Regions from separate parts of the Mus musculus genome. Here regions 2 and 3 are each linked to region 1. A link is a contact called in public Hi-C data. All regions are on one chromosome and are shown on one strand. Each heading gives the region's core, a stretch centred on a gene start, on an enhancer-like site or on the middle of the called end of the contact. The rest is flanking DNA. Distances are from core to core; before and after follow the strand shown. Region 1 overlaps Klf12 (Kruppel-like factor 12). Region 2 overlaps Gm34199 (a long non-coding RNA gene). Region 3 has its middle 15 kb from the start of Gm23538.

What was found. A called contact is a pair of places that touch in the nucleus more often than the background predicts.
Region 2: a contact with region 1 is called in a Hi-C map of cortical neurons, with 2.4 times the contacts expected there. The contact joins two enhancer-like sites. A contact is called at or near these places in 22 of 484 Hi-C or Micro-C datasets (cerebellum, cerebral cortex, cochlea and 15 more), 11 of 115 datasets of contacts at active chromatin or transcription factors (VIP interneurons, astrocytes, cardiomyocytes and 6 more) and 1 of 9 other capture datasets (embryonic stem cells).
Region 3: a Hi-C map of neural progenitor cells shows a contact between it and region 1, with 9 times the contacts expected there. The contact joins two enhancer-like sites. A contact is called at or near these places in 5 of 39 promoter capture datasets (cranial neural crest, frontonasal cranial neural crest, liver and 2 more), 7 of 484 Hi-C or Micro-C datasets (embryonic stem cells, liver, neural progenitor cells and 2 more), 3 of 115 datasets of contacts at active chromatin or transcription factors (embryonic basal ganglia, embryonic stem cells and stem cell-derived epiblast-like cells) and 1 of 9 other capture datasets (embryonic stem cells).

The regions. Positions count from the first base shown.
Region 1 is chr14:99,941,478-99,944,954 of GRCm38.p6, reverse strand. Klf12 (Kruppel-like factor 12) reads left to right here. Exons shown (of 7, transcript NM_010636.3): 5 at 2,859-2,921. Among named protein-coding and RNA genes, the nearest start is that of Gm22970, 170 kb to the right of the region's middle. Within about 2 kb of position 1,639, at least 123 of the 459 cell types and tissues checked have an H3K27ac peak or open chromatin away from gene starts, as enhancers often do. A contact at or near this core is called in VIP interneurons, cerebral cortex, cortical neurons and 4 more, where this site is marked.
Region 2 is chr14:100,476,043-100,479,364 of GRCm38.p6, reverse strand. The region is part of intron 5 of Gm34199 (a long non-coding RNA gene); the gene reads right to left. Among named protein-coding and RNA genes, the nearest start is that of Gm26367, 59 kb to the right of the region's middle. Within about 2 kb of position 1,509, at least 79 of the 459 cell types and tissues checked have an H3K27ac peak or open chromatin away from gene starts, as enhancers often do. A contact at or near this core is called in VIP interneurons, cerebral cortex, cortical neurons and 3 more, where this site is marked.
Region 3 is chr14:100,773,852-100,777,000 of GRCm38.p6, reverse strand. No RefSeq gene overlaps it. Among named protein-coding and RNA genes, the nearest start is that of Gm23538, 15 kb to the right of the region's middle. Within about 2 kb of position 1,345, at least 2 of the 459 cell types and tissues checked have an H3K27ac peak or open chromatin away from gene starts, as enhancers often do. A contact at or near this core is called in neural progenitor cells, where this site is marked.

The DNA.
Region 1 (3,477 bases), core at 390-2,889:
ATCAGTGCTTCATAGCTTGTGTCTAGGACCGAGACTCCACATGCCACCTCTTACTGCCAGTCATTCGTGTCGCCTCCTGGAGGCACTGAAGAGCAGAGCCGTCAGTCTCCTAACTCTTAACAGTCATTATGACACAGAATCTGAGAAGCAGGTTCAGTCCTCGCACCCATAGAAGGGAGAATTATTTTTACATTAAGATATCAAAGAGGTTCAAACATAGCAAGAAAGTGAAAAAGAAGAAAAGCTCAGAATCAAGTGAAATCGTAACATGCCTGGAGCCCCAGATGAGTCAGTGTGTATAAATAGAACAACTGGTGTACAGGGCCCTGGTGGTGCGCCGGGCCTCTTCTGTGTGATGTAAATCACCCCGCGTGAGCAGTAATATCCCACATAGCAATCAGTATCTGTAGAGTGCATTGTCAGATCCGCTGTGTTACACAACACCAAGATCATTCCCTCGCTTCTGCCTGGAGTGTCCCTTTTCTTTTCATATCCAGCAGTTAGCACTAAGGCCTGAAACCCTTAGTTACAGAACAAAGTGGCTCAGGAGTAATGGAGCCTGTGTGAGGCTCCAAGAAGAATAATGAACGTGCCCAGCAAGCTTCCTGCCTAGATGCAGGTGCAGAAATCAGGGGATCATGAATAATGCATGACATGCAGATTAGACGGTAGTTTGTGCTACTGGGTTTTTGACTCTGCTACCTGCCTGGCTGCTGTATGTGGGGAAAAGGCAGATAGCAGAGGGGCTGCCATTTAAAATGGAGCTCACCCAAACTCTGGCATGTGCATGTCCTTTTGAAGGAGTAAAATTTTAAGTGATAGCTGACATGTAAGAGTTGTGATCTGAATTTTTGGATGAAGTAGACTCAGAGGAAGAAGATACTTGCCCGTTCCTCGTTTGAGTTTAAGAAATGTTAGAATTATTTGGTCATACAGATAATCAGAATCAGTTTTCTGCTTTTGTTTCTCGCCCCCCCCCCCCAAACCATGATGGAAATTGTGTATTTATAGAATTTGGTCTAGGATCACCGAATTTTTTTCTCAAAGATACCAATGTCTAGAAGGCTTTATACTTACGGAGTAGTGAACCCAAGCCTCCCTCCCTCATGTTCCCATGAGATGTGAAGTGGGCAGCCATGATGCCAGATACTGTGATCATTCAACTTCAGCTGGAGGTGACCATGAGGACGACAGGGTTTCTCTGTACTTTTGGGCTTCAGGATTGCAGTAAAGGGGATAAAGGCTTGAAGGACTTGGTGAGTAGTGGAGAGCTGAATCCTTGAAGCAAATGACCTCTGAAAATACACTTAACTCTTGGGACCAAGACGTCAGCGAGGCTCTAGAGAGGAAATTCACTGTGAGTATGCTATTTCAAGAAAGCAGGGCAGAATGGCTTTTGCTACCTTCTAGGTAACTCTTGTCTCCCTCGGATGTATCTCCATACATGAGAAAGATAAGTATGTGTATCTTGAGGGGCTGGAGTATAAACCGGCTTTCATTCTCGCTGACTCTGTCATTTCCGCCAGGGCCCCAGTTTGGACAGCTGCCAAGACCAACAGGTGATCCTTGTGGCTGCAGATCAGCAGGAAGTGGGGCTGTGCTTGAATAAGGCAGTTCAGCGAGGGGCTGTCTGGCCTCCCTCCATCTTTCTGCATAATTATCACCCCCTTCCCCCATGCAGAGCAGAAAATCTGTGCTGAGCAGCTCAGCTGCAGCCACCATCAAGAAGCCTAGGAGAAGAAGCGTGTTAATAATGCTCGAGGAATCAAGTAGGAAGTACAGGCCAGCTCGAGGCTTGGGAAAGATGCAGAAAAGGCTGGCCTGGCATGCCCTGTCTGTTTTGATGTGATTTTCACTGAACAGCAACAAGGGGCCGGGGTTCAAAGGGACCCCAGACTTTGGTTTTAAGGGAGTCTTAAGGCCAATTAAGGTAATTTTGTTTCTTTCCTTCATCCTTCCCTGACTTCCTCCCCTTCTGTTTTCCTCCCTCCCTGTAAATAAAAGTAATGTGTGGGTGTGGAGACTGGTGAAGAGGACTCAAGCTGAAAGCATGACTAGATCTCATGAACCCTAGGTAAGCATCCTAAGCCAGCAAGAGAGAAGGCAGCCACAAGGCAGCTGAAGTAGGCCATAGGGTTTCCCAGCTGGTAACTGGGAAGAGAAGGATAGGGCCGCTGGCTCCAAGTTAGAGAATACCAGTAGTTCCTGGATGCTTTGAACTCAAACCCTGCATGACTCAACCCCGGAAGATTAGGAAGCTATATATTGACGTCTATTACATGGCTAGCACTTTGAATTCACTTTGCCTTCCGGATCTCAAACACAAACATAGATTCCAGAAAGCCTGTCTCCTGGAAATAACTGTCTCTCCTCCCATCCCATCCTGTCCACACAAACCCTGTTTCTGGATGTGTGGGTGAAGTCCTGCTGTTTTTGTAACTTTTACATTTAGAAATTGACCCAAAGAATGGCCACTTCATTGTCTCTTTGTGCAGTTTCCATGGGAACGGACATAAGAGGGCTCACTGAGGACAGGTACCACGCCCTCTGAATATTATATGCACTCTTACCCCCCAGGCAATAATTACATCTTCAGTAGCTGTTTCTTCTGCTAAAGAGTACATCTGTTCAATGAAATTCTTGGTTCTGCAGTTAATGTGTGGCACCTTGGTACCTCGGGAGAGATAAAGAACAAAGCAGGCCCTGGAATTTAATTAATTGCACCTGTTTATTAAGAGTTGGTCAAGTTCACAGGGAGAACAAAGGAAGCAATCCTAAGAAAGTTCACTGATTAAGCAGACTGTGTGCAGCGAGGAATGTGTTTTCTCAATGACTGACTTACTCTGGTCTGTTGACAGGGTACATCCATCCCCGGTATCCAGGGTCCGAGGAAATCGAATGAATAACCAGAAGTTTGCTTGGTGAGTATGCAAGTTAATTTATAAATATTTGTAACTCTTTTATTGCTGTGGGGGTTTCGTTTTGTGTACTGAGGCAGTGTTATGAATCCCAGAGGTGCCTGGAATAAACCAACAAACAAATGCTGATGGAATTACTCTGCAGTTAAACCGCTTCATCACCATCGTCTGGGAAACGTTTTTGCCATAACATATGTAATCTAACTTCCCAGGATCCGACATTTCTCCTTTGAAAACAGTGGCTCCTTTTTAAAAAGATGGCTTAGTTAACCCAGGATTTGAGTGGGTTGTCACCTTTAACTTCTCATGACAATTTGTAGGTAATTAATCGTTTGTTAATTTTGGTAATTACTCTTCAGATGACCTCTATCCTCCTTTGGCCTTGAACTTGAATGTCTATTGACATTTTTTTTTTTTTTGCAGAAAGGGTAATGCAAAGATGTTTAATTGACAACTTCTTGAATAAGAGTCTAAGTGGATCTTCCCAGGCATGGCAGGAAGTTGTTTCAACTACAGGACATTTGATAAATGGTTCTTTGAGGAGCCAACAAAAGGACTT
Region 2 (3,322 bases), core at 260-2,759, 530 kb before region 1:
GGGAATGATAACTCCATAGTAACAGTCCACAAGTCACATACCACGCCAAGCACAAAAGAGATGCTGGTGCAAAAGATGCTGAACACAAAAAGAAAGACTTAGTTTGGCAAAGGTTGCTAAAGGCCTCTTGTCCTTGTGCAGTTATCCATACTGCTTCTGTTCCCTGTTGTCGGTTCATTTGACCTTCCCAAATGAGTAGCCATGACAGACAAGGTTATAAATCCGAGTTAACCTGGTATGGTGACACATCCCTGTAATCACAGCTAATTGGGAAGCAGAGGCAGTAGGTTTGCAAGTTCAAAGCCAGAGTGCTCTTCTCTCAAAACTGAATTTTAAAAGATGAGGGTTGGGGGTGTAGCTCCGAAGTAGAGTGCTGCCTAGCATGCATGAGGCCCTGGGTTCCAGCCACAGTACTGAAAAATAATGAGCCAGAAATGAAAAAAAAAATCATCAACCCAGGTACGAAGATTATATATAGCGGCCGCATCCATAGCAGTAAATGTGTCACTGGAAGGGAAAGAAGGTCCACTCTCCCCATCCTTTTAGGAACAGTACTGTCATCCCACGAGGGAGCACTGTGGCTCCTCCTCTTCCGCCAGATGACTTTGGGATTCGGCAAATGGAGGGCACTGCTTTTGTAAAACCTATAGGCATGAACCCATGGACAAAGGGACACTGGGCTGAGACTCAGGCCACTTGAGTGTGATGAGAAGAAAGACAATAGGAAGCTGGTGATTGTCCTTCTACCAGCAGCAAGTTACAGTCCTATAGCGTGTTGTAGAGACTTCGTCAAAGCCTGGCCCTGTCGTCTGAGTCCGTTCCTTTAGCCTTCCTTTTATTCTGTAAATGTCCTCATAGGCTTTCAATAAGAAACTAACCAGAGTTCAGTTTCTGCTGCTCTGACCAAAGAGCCCACACTGATCGTATTGTCAATAGCCTGTATTTCTTTCCGGAGGGAAAAAGTACAAAGGGACTTAGATGGTGGCCGAACCGGCACTTTGGTTTCCACTCTGTATCTAACCCATTGATTTTTGTGATTGAACTGGTGATCTTTCTCCGCTGCATACTTCCCAATCATCCTCTACAAATATACACACGGAAATGGGTTTGCTTTTGAAAGGTAATTAGAGCTGTAGAATTCGGAGGTCCTGCGTCTGCCAATGAGCAGCCAGCAGCCCATGATCTCTGCCTTCTTCCTTCTTAGGATTGTTCTCATATTGCACCAGGGGCTGCAAAGTAAACTGCTCCGTTTGAATTTAAAGCCACCCAAACCAAATCATCTTTTACAGGTATGCCTTCCCTCGGAGGTTACCTGCCCATGAAACGAACGTGTGAGGGTGGCCAGAAGTCAGCTTTGATATTAGCAGGGTTCTCCTTTAAACCAGGTGAAGCTTGCCTTAATGCCTCTGCAGTTTGAGCCGGGCAGGAGGGGGCTGGAGGGGGCTGGGCGGTCACCTCACAGCTGCAGCACACCCTTGCTTCAGGTAGGGGAACAAATGGAGGCTAGGGAGGGTAAGGCTCCCCCTGCTATTGGCTGGATTTTGATGCAGCGCGCACTCTCGAACAGCCTGAAATATAGTCTGCAGAAGTCTCCACAGATGCTCCGCGCTGCAGTTCTTGAAAGGCAGGAACAAATTTAAACCGGGTTTTGTAAAAACAAATGACATCATCCCTACATACACTCAAACGCTGCAGCCCAATGGGGCACACTCCCCCCCCCCACCTCCGATTTCTCCTTTGCTCTTTCCGTGTCTGACTGCAGGGTTCGGATTTTTATGCTATGCGTTTCACTGGCTAAATCTTACAGAGAATAACCTTTCATCGCTGGCCTGGAAAAAATAATAATAAAGATGAAGAAAATAGAGAGACATGTAAACATTTAAAATCGCATTTCACCTCCGTGTGGCTGTTACCTGGGAAAATTCCTGGGACTGGAAGGAAACCGTAATGACCTGTGTGTTGGGGGCTGTCTTCACTGAAATGACACGGACTTGTTTTGAGTAATCTTTATGGTACAGAGTTCAGAACTGGGAATCCTTAGGGTAAAGATTTCTCTTCAGGAGTTTTTCTGAGATCGCACTATTAACTGCGAAAGTAACCAGGTGTGTGGTGGTATTCTTTTTCTGTAGAGTCCTACCAAAATAACAATAATAATAATAATAATAATAATAATAATAATAATAGTAATAGTAATAATAATAATAACGATAATGATAATAATAAAAGTTAGGTGAGCCAAATTTTTAACACAATAGAGTTAGCTAAACTGCAATAGAAAGCTCGCTGTCACTTGGAAATACATGCGACAGTCAATCTGCAGCTTGCAGAACCTGATTGAGATTTTCCTCTCAAGACATTATTTGCTATATCCTTGTCTTCAGACAAAGGTGGCCCAGGCAGCGACCTGTTTGTTGACCATAACAAGTCTGGATAAGCACAGAGCCGGAGGCTCAGAGCTTGCCTGAATTTTCAATCCTACCCCAGGAACCCATTAACATAATTCTGTAGAAACCTGTTTCCAGAGCAAAGTCTGAGATTTGCATTTCTTTATTGGGCATGGTTATTTAAAAAAATCTTTTTCAATCTAATTCTTCAGGATTAATAGCAGAGAGCAAACAGAAGGTGAATCTCAAGCTCCCAAAGATGGATTTTATATAACAGGCAGTGACATCTATACCAAGTTAAGGGCGTGATGCCAGCAGCTGCTCAGTCTTCAGGTACTGCCTTTAAATGGATGGTGGCCTTTATCTCTAAAGGAAGCCATGTCAGACAGAGTCTTAAGCAGAAACAAAGAAACAAGATGACTTGTTTACAGCCCCACCACCACCTTCCCACGAATTTCACACATTTGTCTTTGATCCCCACTCTACCCTAGTGGGATGTTCTCTTTGAACTTCACCTCAGAGGTTGTATTCGATAGCCCTATTTCTTCTCTCTTGTTACCTCTTTCCTTCACTTCTAAACAAAGACACAGAGCTAGGAATGTGGCACAGATTCCCAGTTCTGATCCCTCTGGCACACAGATGCAGTGAAAGTTTCACATCAAAACCGTCCATGCCAATTCTTTTCAAAATAAAGCTTACCACCACTAGCAGAGGTTTTTAAATGAGCAAGTACAGGGGTGGGGGGTGGGGGGAGCTGTGCAGAAACTTACAACCCTGAATTTTGGCAATAATTATATAACTAAAGACAAATTGAGGGTCCTGGGGAGATAGCTCAGTCGGCAAGGTGTTTGAGACCTGGGTTCCCTCTCCAGAATTCAGGTAAAACAATCCAGACAGGTCGGCAAGCACCTGTAATCCCAACACTGGGGAATTTGTGA
Region 3 (3,149 bases), core at 96-2,595, 830 kb before region 1:
TGAGTCAGTTACTTGTCTTCTTGACTTGACAAAATACCCAGCAAACCCAGCTTAAGGAAGGAAGTCTTTACCCTGGGTCACAGTTGGATGGAGTAGTCATTCATAGCAGAGAAGATACTCATCTCAATGCAGCTCATAGAGCACATTATGTCCACAATCAGGAAGTACATTCAAACTGGGTCTTCCCTTTTCCTTTAAACCCTTCTGAATACACTCTCATAAACTTCCCAGAGTTATGTCTTCATGGTGATCTTAAATTTTACCAAGTTGATATCCATGATTAGATAGATAGATCATACATAGATAGATAGATGACAGATGACAGACTGACAGATAAATGATAGCTAGATAAATTGATGATACATAGATAAATGGATAGATGAAAGATAGATGATAGATAGATAGATAGATAGATAGATAGATAGATAGATAGATAGATAGATGGATGGATGGATGGATGGATGGATGGATGGATGGATGAGATAGATGGATGGATGGATGGATGGATGGATAGATAGATAGATGATAGATAGATAGATAGATAGATAGATAGATAGATAGAAGAGAGAAGACATAAATACGTAGATAGATATATGTATGGATGGATGAGAGAGAGAGAAATCATAGATAAATGATTGATAGATGACTGATAGGTACATAGGTAATAAATGATAGAAGGATAGACAGATAGATAATAGATGACAGATATTAGACTTACACAAACTTTAAGCTCTAAATAGTCTTTTAAAGATCCTAAGTTATTTTAAATGTTTTTTTCTATGCAGAATATTGTTTTGTTGTGTTCACAATGTACATCATAATTGGAAATTTCATGTTATCAGCTAAGAATCAGAAGATTGTTAGTATTCTGTTACAAAGATGGACATTTAGAAGACTATTTTTCACCCAGACATTGAGATTACTTTTTATATTTTATCATGTCACAGCAGTTTCAAAATTGATAGCAAGCACTTTATCGCCATCATTGAAAAAGCAGCAGGAATCTCAGTTTGGTGCCAAATTGTAGCTATCTGCTCATTTGCCATTTGGCAAAGGATTTCATCCATTTCATAAGCTATCACTGTCCCCTAGCAACTATTACTGATCACCTTTCAACTTCCTAATCCTAGACACCAGGAAACTTAGGTTACCATAGAAATTGTATTTCCACTTACACATAACTCATCTATGTTATTTGTGCTAAACAATCTCGGATTTGATCACTTCTCAGCTACTATCATAATAGTTCCTGTAAGCAGTCACAGTTGCAGCGTCCTGCACTGGATGAAGTTACAATTTATTGGACCAAGTTTCACAGTGATTTGCATTTCTGTGGAGGTTGTTCCCTGCTGCTGCATTCATTACAAGCACCTGCAGACTTGCTCAAGTGCAGGCTCCCATAGAATGATCTGGAGTGAGGGCTGGCAATCAGTGTCTTTAACAAGGGCTGGGTTGATTCTGGCATCCTCATCCTCAAATAGATCTTGAGAAGCAAAGACGTGTAGAATCTGTTTTATTAATCTTTAAAATTATTTTGTTGAAACATTTCATTAGAAACATCTAACAGTTTCTATTTTCCCCTTTCCTCTTACAAAGATCCTTATGACTTTGTCAGTTTAGAACCTGGAAATTATGTAGGTGTAGAGAGAATCTCCTATAAGCACCACCTGTCAATAAAAAAGCTGACGCCAACGGGCAGGAAATAGGAGGTGAGACACTGTAAGGAAGAGAAGATTCTGGAAAATAGCACAAGAATAAAAGGAGACTGGTAGGGAGACAAACTGAAAAAATTAGACATAAACCAGCAAGGAGAAGCTGAGGAGGCATGAAAGAAGCAGTAGCCAGGAATGAAGGCGAGGTAACTAAACACATGGTAGACATAGAATAATTTCAAAGGATTAAATAAATTTGGCTAGTCAGGGAATGAGTCGAAGCTTGTGGCCTAACATGGGGCACTATTTGTAATTATATCTGTTTTTCCTTCCCCAGCCCTGGGTCCTGGAATGACGAGGCATTTATTATTTAATATAGGCCATAAGCTTTGGCTCATTCCCAGACTAGCTTTTAATTTATTTAACTGATTTAAATTATTCTGACTACCATTTGGTTAGCTACCTTTCTTTCTGTGCTGGGACACTTTCTACTCATCTCCTCAGCATCTCCCTTAGTATCTTTCTGAGATCTTCTAAACTGCTGGTTCACTTCAGCTAGCCCTAAATCTCTTTCTATCTCAATATTCCCCAGAATCCTCTTTCTTCCTGCCAGTGAACCAGTTCCTATTTTCTGCCTCAGCGAATTGGCCATTGCCTTTTTTATTGATAGTTGATATCTATAAGAGATTTTCTCTAGAGGTAGAGACTGGGAAGACATCATATGTACTTATGGCATTAGTGCCTCTTTTAAGCAAAGTCAGTGACAATTTTTTAAAATTAAAAAAACACCTTCATCTGGTTTCTGGCTGTGCTGGGAGCTGATCCTGTGGCACAGTGCTCCATATCCAAATGCCATCAGAGAGAGCGGGTCTCCAAGGAGAGCCAATGTACCTGTGAGCACAGGTAAGACCACCACTAATGCTCAAATTCCTGGCCCAAGAAGAACCCACCCAGAGCCATCAGGACACAGGAACCAAGGAACATCTAGGGATAGGATTCTTCTGGTTTCTGTCTGCATCCGAGAACTGACCCTGTGCCATAGCTCTCCATACCCAAATTCCTCCTGGAGAGAAGTGGTCTTCTAGGAGTACTGACACACAGGCTTACAGGAGGGACAAGCCACAGTCAGAAACAGCAAAACCAGGTAACACCAGAGATAACCAGATGGTGAGAGGCAAGGACAAGAACATAAGCAACAGAATTAAAGGCTACTTGGCATCTTCAGAATCCAGTTCTCCCACCACAGTGAGTCCTGGATACCCCAACACACCAGAAAAGCAAGACTCTGATTTAAAACTACATCTCATGATGATGATAGAGGAATTGAAGAAGCACATAAATAACTCCCTTGAAGAAATACAGAACACAGGTAAGCAACTAGAAGTCCTTAAAGAGGAAACACAAAAATTCTTTAAAGAATTACAGGAAAATACAACCAAACAGGTGAACAAAATCATCCAGGATCTAAAAATGGAAATAGAAACAATAAAGAAATCA